Linked DNA regions of Mus musculus: all the other regions are linked to region 3. The links are chromatin contacts, called in public Hi-C maps. All regions are on one chromosome and are shown on one strand. Each heading gives the region's core, a stretch centred on a gene start, on an enhancer-like site or on the middle of the called end of the contact. The rest is flanking DNA. Distances are from core to core; before and after follow the strand shown.

What was found. Hi-C and Micro-C count contacts between places; a contact is called where the count stands out from the background.
Region 1: a Hi-C map of the C2C12 cell line shows a contact between it and region 3, with 2.0 times the contacts expected there. The contact joins the enhancer-like site here to the promoter of Htr7 in region 3. A contact is called at or near these places in 4 of 39 promoter capture datasets (the HPC-7 cell line, embryonic stem cells, stem cell-derived epiblast-like cells and 1 more), 3 of 484 Hi-C or Micro-C datasets (the C2C12 cell line, cerebral cortex and embryonic stem cells) and 1 of 9 other capture datasets (pancreatic islet).
Region 2: a contact with region 3 is called in a Hi-C map of cortical neurons, with 4 times the contacts expected there. The contact joins the promoter of A830019P07Rik here to the promoter of Htr7 in region 3. A contact is called at or near these places in 1 of 15 datasets of contacts at CTCF or cohesin (the NIH/3T3 cell line) and 1 of 484 Hi-C or Micro-C datasets (cortical neurons).

The regions. Positions count from the first base shown.
Region 1 is chr19:35,873,820-35,877,516 of GRCm38.p6, forward strand. All of the region lies in intron 2 of A830019P07Rik (RIKEN cDNA A830019P07 gene), which reads right to left. Among named protein-coding and RNA genes, the nearest start is that of A830019P07Rik, 49 kb to the right of the region's middle. Within about 2 kb of position 1,817, at least 10 of the 459 cell types and tissues checked have an H3K27ac peak or open chromatin away from gene starts, as enhancers often do. A contact at or near this core is called in the C2C12 cell line, where this site is marked.
Region 2 is chr19:35,922,430-35,926,077 of GRCm38.p6, forward strand. A830019P07Rik (RIKEN cDNA A830019P07 gene) reads right to left here and starts at 2,149. Exons shown (of 5, transcript NR_152130.1): 1 at 1,941-2,149; 2 at 1,058-1,118.
Region 3 is chr19:36,055,848-36,059,537 of GRCm38.p6, forward strand. It overlaps Htr7 (5-hydroxytryptamine (serotonin) receptor 7), which reads right to left and starts at 1,513. Exons shown (of 3, transcript NM_008315.3): 1 at 859-1,513. The coding sequence starts at 1,406.

The DNA.
Region 1 (3,697 bases), core at 567-3,066, 180 kb before region 3:
TGGGAAGTCTTGTGGTAGAGTTGGGGGAAGGGTTGAGGGATCAAGAGGACATAAAGACGCCATCAGAAGACCAATAGAGTCAACTAACCTGGACTCTTGAGGCTCCCAGAGAATGAACCACCAAGCAAAGAGCATACCAGGGCTGAACCTACCCACCCCCCAGCAGAGGTGGAGCTTGGTCTTCATGAGGGTCTCCTAACAACTGACTCTGTTGCCTGCCTGTAGATCCTGTTCCCTGGGCTGCCTTCTCTGACCTCAGTGGGAAAAGATATGCCTAGTCCTGCAGTGACTTGAGGTGCCAGGGGGACAGGGTACCCAGGGGGGACCTCTGCCTTCTTAGAGATGAAGAGAAGGGGTGGAGGGAAGGGATGAGAGAGAGGGGAGCTGGGAGGGGGGCTGTGATCGGGATGTAAAGTGAATAAATAAATAATTAAATAAATAGGAAAAAGGAAATAAAAACAAAAAATTATAAGCTAAGAAAAAAATTGAAATCACATTCTTACAAATGTTTAGTGAAAAATATCATTAAAAATTAAAATTAAAAAATGGTCAGGTTTGATTATTACCCAAATTCAATAACATAGAAAATACAGAACTGACTTAGAACTTTAGGAATGCAGGATCATTTGTTTTTAATTCCATTTTTAATTGAATATGAATGTGTGTCAGCTATATCTTAAACTATTTTGTGTGTATTAGCCATATAGTGATTCCTGGCACTGAAGGAATAACCCCACAAGGAGCTCACCGCATTTATAAAGTGACTGTGAAGCAGAGAGATAACGTTTCTCTGCAAGTAATGTGTCAATGTTGCTTTGATGGCCAATATCACCTATCAGACAGTTGTGCCGGCTAAGTCAAGAAAGTGCCTGTAAGCACTGGGTAATGACCCTACCTGAAGCAAGCCTGCTTCCTAATGTACTTGCTATCATCATACCCAAGCCCATCTGGTTTTTTTCTCTCTAGTCCTCAACATCCCACATTTCTTTTTCACTCTCATGGAAGTGCCTCAGATAGCAGAGACTGCTGGTTTTGAAGAAAATGTTAACAGCAATCCACAGCGGTATGAGCATCAGTATTTGTCCTAAAGAAGAAATCAAGAAGATAACAAGAATGTGCTTTATTCCTGATCAAAGAGTCTTTTCTGGGGCTGGAGAGATGGCTCAGCAGTTAAGAGCACTGACTGCTCCTCCAGAGGTTCTGAGTTCAATTCCCAGCAACCACATGGTGGCTCACAACAATGGCTCAGTGGTTAAGAGCACTGACTGCTCCTCCAGAGGTCCTGAGTTCAATTCCCAGCAACCACATGGTGGCTCACAACCATCTGTAATAGGATCTGATGCCCTCTTCTGATGTGTCTGAAGAGAGCAATGGTGTACTCATATACATAAAATAAATAAATCTTTTTAAAAATCTCAAGAGCCTTTTTTTGGAGTATGAATTATCTACATTATCACTTCCACATTTGGAATATGCAATGTCAAGGACAGAGAGAACATTTGTTTGATGTGCTTGGTTGATTTTGTTTTTCTTTTGTTGTTTTGTTTTGTTCTGTTTTTCAGGATGACGAAGACTTTATTGAATCCCCAAAATCTCTTGTTGAGATCTGTTCTTCCTTTTCCCCATTTTGTAAGACACCAACAAAATGAACTCCTTGCTTTACAACGTAATGTACAGCCAACAGTTGCAAAACACAGATGACAATAGCAGCAATAGCAAAATGACTTGGGATTGCTGACTGACAGGGAAAGTCCAAGCAGCATCTGCTCACACTGCCAAGTCCTCTTGTAGGCTGGGTTTCCTAAGAATATAGAGAGACAGAAATTCCCTTTTGCAGGTCAGGTTTCTCAAGAAGCTGACTCAAACAGAGATTGGTCTGTGGGAAGTCCCTTAAAAATGTTCTCAGTGAAAGATGGGACAGGTGGAGAAGGTATGCAAATGGTAACAAATAATTCTTAGCAGTAGACCAAAGCAGTGATCATTTCCTATGCCTTTCAAGGGGGACTTTTTAAACCTTAGATGATTAATCTCTAAAACCATCAGGTTTGTCAAATTAACTATTGTACTTCATGTTATTTCTTAAAATTGTAGAAAGCATTATCCTTAGGAGAAACAGTAACCATAATAAGCTTCTAGTTTCTGTGACTCACAGGAGGAAGTCTAGCTGAGACAGCATGCATGGATGTATTATCCCCCGGGGCTCAGTGGCAAGCATTCCACAGTGAATAAATATAATTATACTCCTTAATATTGGCAGGTTGTCCTCATTTCCCTCTATTATATTTAATCTTCTCAAGTTTAATTCTACATTGATAGCAAGAAACTACACTATAACTCTGTGGTTTTTATTAATTACTGATAGGTAACTGATCTTCTCTTCTCAACTCAGAAATCATTGCTGTCTCCTCATCTTCTCTATCACATCACTATGGGCCAAAAAGCTACCCTAGGCAGTGACAGTTCCATGTTTCTGGTCCCTTCTTAGAGTTACAAGTTACAAATGTGCTTTCTGGTATTTCTTAGTTGACTGTGGGGACAAACAGTGTGAAGTTTTTAGAAGACTGATGAGAAAAAGAGGGGCCTAGAGTCCTCTAATCAAGTCTTATGGGATATATGCTGCATAGAAACTAAACCATAGACAATCAGAATACTAGGTGGACGAGGGAGCAGAGACCCCTGAAACCATGGATAGCTGCCAGCCGGCTGACTCCATGTCTCATTTCCTTTCCATCAGTTTCCTGGAGGGAAAACGGGAATTTCTGTCTTTATATGATGTTGTTCTTCATAGAAGCAGAAACCTTAAAGCTGCTGAGACAGAGAGAAAGCAAGGATGCTTGATCATTTTTGTATAAATTCTTAAGGTAGGGGGAGTAGAGTCTACCTTCTGTTTTCATGAAACAAAACATAGCTCACCATTTGCTTATTCTGGATGTGCCTCGGCTGTTTCCTTGGCCATTTTACTGCTTTAGTCAAGCAAGCATTCCTTTGAAGACAGATGTGACAGAACAGTGTGCCCTCCATATCTCTCCAGAAACAATAGGAGAACGCTGTTACATACACAACAGAGGCAAGCTTTTCATAGATCCTTTCTGTGCTAGTGTTTTCCAGACTCAGGGTCTACATCTAAAGTTTCAAACTATACTTATGTATCTGCCTGGAGATTTTTTCTGATGCCTCTCTAAAGTCTTGTGGGTAAAATAGATGCTGACAAACAAAACAAATTGTTCCATTATAATCACCCTTGTGTGAGAGAAAGATTTGACATAATCATTTTCAAAGCATAAGATCAACCTTACCCAGACTTCTCACTTTCTCAATATCTACAACTATTATGCTTGGGTGTCTCCACTGGGCACAAAGAATTATGGGAAATTTGATTTTAAAAAAAAAGCTTCTATATTTCTTAATTATTAATCATTCCAGACCAATGATATATTTGCTCGCTTAAATACAGAATTTACTAAACATAAATGTATACTACAATGTCCATTAAAAGATTGTTCTAGGTTTCTTACTGTGAGCATGTGCTATTCTATACATTGTACATACATTAATCCAGTCAAGTCTCATAAAAAGGCTCTTGCACTCAATGTAACCATTAATTTCATTTTATACATAAGGAAGCTAAGGCACAGAGAGACAAGTTCTAAAGTCACACAGTGAATAAGTCTCTAATGATAATCCTAAAAGCAATGTT
Region 2 (3,648 bases), core at 899-3,398, 130 kb before region 3:
AATCCCAAATAAAATCACCATGGGATTATTTTAATATTTTTAATTTACATGAATTGTGTGTGTGTGTGTGTGTACATGTCTGATGTGTATGTTATATGCATACATGTGTACATGGATGCACTTGCACAAAAGAGAACACCCTATGTCCTGCTCCTATGAGGCAGTGTCTCTCCCAGCCCCAGGGCTAGGCTGTCAGGAGTCGCAGCAGTGTTCCTGCCTCAGCCACTCCAGCACAGACATTACGGACACCAGTGAGACTGCTCTTGACTTTTTACTTGAGTTCTGGAGATCCAAATACAGGCACTCCTGCTTCCACGGGAAGATCTTTTACCAGCTATGCCATCTCCTCCTTTTCAGATTGTAACAATTATTTTAACATTTATCCATAAAGAACATAATGGAAGCCATTCAAAGAGCAGGAAGAGGATCGTGAACTTTCACCTTTAGAGAGTAACTCCCAGTGTTTCACAGTGACAGAAACACTAGCATGAACTGTGTTAGCATGGAGGGAAAAAAGAGAACAATTTCAAAGAATCTAAGCACAAATGAAAATATAAAGAGAACTTAGTACATGATAAATGTATCATTTCCAGTAACTGGAGAGTGATTAATCATCAAATGATATTGGACAACTGGCCTTATTACAGAAGTTAAATTTCATAAATTATAAGTATAATAAAATTCATAATAAATGCAAAAACATGAATATAGGTGAATGCTTTTAACCTAACAAATTGTAACAAGAATTTTGTCACTGAAGCCAGAAGCTATAGAGTGAAATCAATTCACATAGAATTTCTGGGCAACAAAATCAAAATGCCACAATGATAATGTTTGAAGGACAGGAAAAAAATAGCAAGACAAACAATGCATAAAGAATTACTGCTATTACACAAAGCATTCCCACAAACTACTTACGAAAAGAATGATGGCCAAAAGACAATCAAGAGTCAATTCACAGAAGTTCAAATTGACAAAAGTACAAAGAGGTTCAGTTTCATCCCTTGCTGAGACGCAAACACAATGAAAAGAAATCATTTAAAACCACAAAACTCACCACATAAATGGCCAGACCCGAACATGGCCAAAGAGGGAAGAATTGTCCTTGCCAAGAGCTGCTGAAGAGGATAAGAGAAGACAGGCTTTTCAGGGAGATGGCTTTGTCAATCCATGTCACAATCATAAATGAGAATTTTTAGAATCAGTTATAAATAAACCTCATTCAATCCAACAATCTCATATACATAGAAATTCTACACACACACACACACATTGGAGAAGAAATATGTGCAAACATAACCCACTGCTTTGTACATAAAATTGTAAAGAGAAAATAAAATGTCCATCACTAAATGATTAGTTAGATAAATAATGTGACATGGTGTGACACATATCATATTTAGAATATCTATATAGCTGTATAAACACTAATCCAGTGTAGGATACTCCCAGCTGAATTGTGATGTGTGCTATATTTGTTGTGCATCCATATGCACTAAAAAATCTACGTGTTTATTTCTTGCTGGTGAATTTCAGTGATTTTACTGTCCTTTTAGTTATGTCATTCAGTTTTGCTTTGTTTTTGTGTTGTTGTTGGTATTTCGAAACTCCTGTCATTTTAACTACAAACTCCTAAGGTTTTTCAAAACAAAAAGTCTCAGCAGCGAGCTCTCAAACTCGCTCACCGTCTTTGTTTCTCCCACTGCGCACGTGCTGCCACATCCCATCAATCCTAAGGGCTACAGTGTGTTTCCCTTCATATCTTTCATTAGGGCAGATCTTAAAATTGGCAGTACCTCCCATGGATGCTGCACAGGAGGCCACTGGCCACTTGCAGATGTGTTCGTGGTTGTCCTTACTGTGTCATGTTGTTTGGGGGACAGTTGTGGAATCTAACTGGCATTTAAAATAGCTTTGGTTACTTTTGTATAATGACTCACCTCAAACCTCCATGGTGTAAAATGACAGAGACCATTTCTCCTGTTTCTGGACGTCATGATGAGGTTCCAATAAGGAAGTCCCTTAAGATCCCATTCCCTTGTCCCACAGTGGCTGACAACGGACAAACAGGAAGTTGGAGGAAATAGGAGAGGCTGGAAAACAGTATGCTCTTCCATGCGGTCTCAGGGCTTTTCCATGTGACTCTCTGGGAGTCCAGCCAGCCTGGTGGTCACGGGGCCTGAGAATGTTGCCATGGAGGCTCCAGGCTCTGACACACTTTCCAGCAAGCCAGCTGCCAGCTGCATCCTCACCTCTGATCTGTCTTCAGAAGCTGTGCAGCACCCTCCTGCTGCCTTCTTCTGCTTACAGGCAAACCCAAAATACCATGATATCCAGGAGGGAAGAAATCAGGCGTCCCCTCTTAATGTGGAATGAGTAAGGTTCCAGAAATTGCATTACTGTCATATTTTTGCTAGCAGGGGTTCAGGGGAATCTGCCGCAGTTTTATAAAAGATCATACCATTGTTTAGCACTGAAATGTAAGGTCATTTTTAATCCAGGAAGGTACTGTCTGATAAGAAAAAAATAATTGAATTCTTATCTGTTTAACAATGCTCTTTCAATACATTTAAAATAAAAATCCTAAATGATAAAAGAACATTGCCTCCAGATTTATCGGCACATTTTTTTTTCCTTCTTAGTGACTACACGAGAGATGCCTTCACTTGTCATTCCATGCCCACCTCTCCTTGAGAGGCTGACCCACAACACCCCTCCCCCCATGCCCTCTGGCTTCAGAATGAGTTGGACTGGTGAGCAGACCTGGCGACAGAGGAGACAGAGGAAGAAGAGGAATCCCCAACACTAGCACCCCTCCTTCCCCTGTGTAAGCCTGCCTGACAGCTCCACAACTCTCTCCCAGGTGTCTAAAACACATCCCTCCCTGAGTTCTTCTGAGGTCAGAGGATGACAGCTGCTCAGATGCCCAGTCCCAGGTCCCCACATGTCCCTTGATGGGTCTGTTCTGTATTTATAAACAAACTGACTAATGAGAGGCCACTTGACTCTGGGGAACAGAGAGCCACTGTAATATTGTCTATTTATAATTCACTGTGCCATAAACACAACTTCAGTGATGTCAGCTCAGCATTGCACATGGTTTGAAGTTGTTTGGCCCAGATCTAACCTTGTTACGAAGCAAAACTAGAGGAGCACCCAGACGGGGAAACCAGTTAGCATCCATCAGTGAGGACCTACAAAGGGAGAGGATACAGATACATGCAGAGTTGGATGAGGTGGCAATAGCTGGGATGGAATAGAAACAGGAGTGATTTTACTGTGCTACCTAAGAAACCTGGGGAGGATAGAATAATAATACCCCAGGACTCTCTACTTTGCATGGTTCAGTGTCAAAAGTTAAAGAGGACCCTTGAACACTGAGAGACCTGGGTTTCATGCAGATATAAACTAACATAAGTGAATTTATTTTCTTAATATCTCTGAGGTGAGCTCAGCCTTAGCCACATTGTACATTGTCATTCTAGGAGAACCCCAGACAGTCCCAATCATCTGCCATCTTAACAGTGAAAGCAATTGCAATTCAACCCATGAGGTCAGACATTTATGGAATTGAAAACCAAATGTAGCCTGTTCAAGAAGCAATGAATGAAGTGAAATTTTTCTTGTTTTTTTCCCTAACAAATAACT
Region 3 (3,690 bases), core at 263-2,762:
CATACTTCAAGTTGTCATTTGCATGTGTTTAAGGCCAAAAACCAGCTCCATCAAAATTCTGTATTCTTAGAGTCTGAAGAAACTCCCGGGATTCTCCTACTCTGTGATGACACTCAAAGCGGCATTTCTTTTTCTCTTTCCCCAGCATCCCTGACAGATGGTCAACCTCTGCTTCAATTACTCCACTGGGGGAGTTCTCGATATTATATCCCTAGATTCCCAGGGGATATGACGAAAGACTAGAACCAACCTTTTAAGACAGGAGTAAGGCTCCAGTAAGCTTTCAGGAGACCGACAGCATGGCCAAACACTGAAGTCAGACTTCCACAAGATCAAGATTCAGAATTAGCATTTCATAAGAGTGCGGCATTTAAGAGCCCAATACTAGGACCATTCAAGGGCCTTTCTTCATCCTCAGAGTAGCTCCTAAAATCTGGGAAGCACCGTGTCTTTCTGACTGATGACTTAAAGAGAGAAATGACCGTATGGATCACAGCAATGGTTTGTCAAGCTAGGAGCATCAGACCAATTTCTCACACACACTTCCCCCCAAAAAGAAACAAACAAAGGGACCCCCCTGGTGGAATTGCTAGTACTTTTAAAACTCTGGTCTTAGAACCATCACTACACTAAACCGGAAACATTTCAACGTTTCTTTTAAAGGTTTGTTTGTCTTTAGCCTGTGCTTGAAGTTGCTTGGTTGGTGTAGGGGTGATGGGTGCGGGGTTGTATTTTTAAGCTCAGCCCTTATTCCCGCCGTGAAGTCTAGCTGGATCGATCCTCCCAGAAAAGGCTGGCACGAGCTCAGCGCCCTGCACATCTCCAGCAGAGCCTGGGACGGGGCGGCCTGTCCCTTACCTGTCGATGCTGATCACGCACAGGGTCATGATCGAGGCCGTGCAGCACATGACGTCCATGGCGATGAAGACGTTGCAGAAGAAGTGGCCGAAGATCCACTTGCCCCCGATGAGGTCCGTGACACTAACGAAAGGCATGACCGCCACGGCCACCGAGAGGTCAGCCAGCGCCAGGGACACAATCAGGTAGTTGGAGGGCTGGCGGAGCTTCTTGACAAAGCACACCGAGATCACCACCAGGCAGTTGCCCGCGATCGTCAGCAGCGTGATGAGCGTCAGGATGGAGCCGATCACAACTTTCTCGACTCTGCCATAGTTGATCTGCTCCCCGCAGCCGGAGACATTGTCCGGGGGCGCGTCCCAGGTGGGCGCCGGGCTAGCTGTCACCTCTGGGAAGCCGCTCAGCAGGTGCGGCATCCAGGAGCTCACCACCGAGTGGGCGCCACCGTCGGGGCTCAGGTCCTGCAGCCTGCGCCCCACCTCCGGCAGGATGAGAGAGCGGAGATGGCCGTAGAGGTCGGGGCGGCCGCTGCTGTTAACGTCCATCATCGTGCCGAGCGCCGCTGCCCATGGAGCCGGCGCCCCCGCCAAGCGCTCCGGCAGCCGGCCCCAGGGCTGGATTCACCTTGCCCGCTCGGCTCCGCGCGGCCCAGCCATGGGGTCCGGCGCTGGCCACTGGGGGGCGCCCGGCTCGGCCTCGCGACCCCGCACGTCCCAGGGTCCCCCAGACGCTGCGGGTGACGCGTGGGCGAGGACTCCCCGCGGGAGGCGCCAGCGGTCCCCGACGGGCACGGGGGAGGCGCAGGGTGGCGAGCCGAGCCCGGCCGGGCTGGCCGCACCGCAGCCCCGCAGCGACGCGCGCCGGGGCCGAGAGCGCCCGGCCGCCGTGGCCGAAGTTGCGGAGTGCGCCCCGCCCCTCGCGCCCGCCGCCGCCGCTCCCCTGCGGCAGCCGCGCCGCGTCCCAGCCACCGCCTCCGGCAGCCGCCAGCGCCCCGCGCGCTCCGGGACGGGCTTCCCCTGCTGGGCAGCCCCGCCGCTGCGCACCGTGCAAATGCCCAGCCCTGGCTCGCCCTGCCGCAGACCCCCTGGCCTCAGCACTGTAGCAAATGACAAGCGGGGTGGGAGCGGTTTGCTTTTCAAGAAGACTCGGGGGTCACTGCATGAACCGGTGAAGAACCTTGTTGGAGAATATATTTTAAGCCCTTAATAAAAATAAATAAATAAAAATTAAAGGGAAAAATTACCTTTTTGAGCACTACATCAAGCATCAAATAGATAGTTCCGTTTCCCATTTTGACCACTTATGAGAGAAATCGAAGATGGAAAAAAAGGAAGCAGCCAGATGGGGTGGGCGAAGGAGCTCTGGTGCTCTGATGAAAAAGAAGAAAGAAAGAAAGAAAGAAAGAAAGAAAGAAAGAAAGAAAGAAAGAAAGAAAGAAAGAAAGAAAGAAAGAAGAGTAGGAGTGCCCAAGGCCCTGGCAGCTAGGATAGCACTACGCACTAGCTTCCGGGTGGCTTCAACCCTTCCTAACCTTTTTGAGGGCTAGAGACAGGCCTCTCCACTTGAAAATGCACCCTGGCTGCCTTTACATAAAGGCTTCCAAATATACAATATCGAGATATGGCTTGAATTTCCCTTCACATCCTGAAAGTCTTGCATACACACGTAAAGAATGACCGGTTATAATGGCCTGCAGACCTGGAGACGTCTGCCTATAAAAGCTATTGCCTAAAACCCCCTCTCTGGTATTCAAACTCTGTCAGGGAGGCTGGATTTTATTATTCATGAGACGGCTTAGCTTCATTCCATTTGTTTAAAAGTTTTATTGGAAGCCATAGTGATTTCTATAGTTAAGGTTCCAAAAAAAAAAAAAATTCAAATGCGTTTTCTTTTCTAGTTAGACCTGATGATTTAGAGGAGGGGGGTGAGGGGGGAGGAGGAGGAGAAGAAAGGAAGGAAGGAAGGAAGGAAGGAAGGAAGGAAGGAAGGAAGGAGAGAGAGAGAGAGAAGGAGGAAGAGGAGGAGGGGGAGGGGAGTGAGAGGAGGAGGAGGGGGTGGGAGGAGGAGGAGGAATGTGGTGCTGAGTAATACTCTCAGTTCTCAAGGTAATCGCTCTATTTTGGCAGATAATGAGAGAGTTACTCCTGCCATGCCCTAATATACTCAAACTCAAACTTGGCTAATGTGCAGGTCTATAATCTTCCCCCTGTACACTGAAAAAAATTAAAGAGGAAAATACATGCCCTAAACGGAGGTCCAACACTCACAACATCTTTGCTAGGATTTACAACCCAAGACTATTCCTGCTGAAATAAGCGATGCAGTGGGAGTGGTAGGTGGGGTCGGAGGATCACCGAGGCCAAGGCCACAAAGTAGCAATATCTGATGTTAGAGGAGAGGGGAGATGGTGCTTCTTCAACATGACCTAGCGCTGTATATGATCTCAAACAAACAAACAAACAAACAAAAATCACGTCTACCTGGAAGGCAGCTCTGCAACCATTTGTTCACCCATTTATGCAGAGCAAGACACAGCAGCTTAGAAAAGTTTAATAGTTCAGGATTATGTGTGACTACACTAAACTATCTCAGTGCTTGCTCTCGAGGTTTAGACCTGTCCTTGGGCTTCTGAAAAATCACTCGAAGTGGTTCATCTCAAGAGACAGTTTTGCCGGTTTGAATTTTAACTCATTTCTACTTCTCTCTTAATTGTTTTCCTTCTTTACTCCTTCCTCATTCATTCAGCATATATGTTCTACCTTGGCACTTTAAAATAATATTTCAGAATGGTGAATTATACCACGGTTTGGAAGTTGCTAGTTTTGATATTGA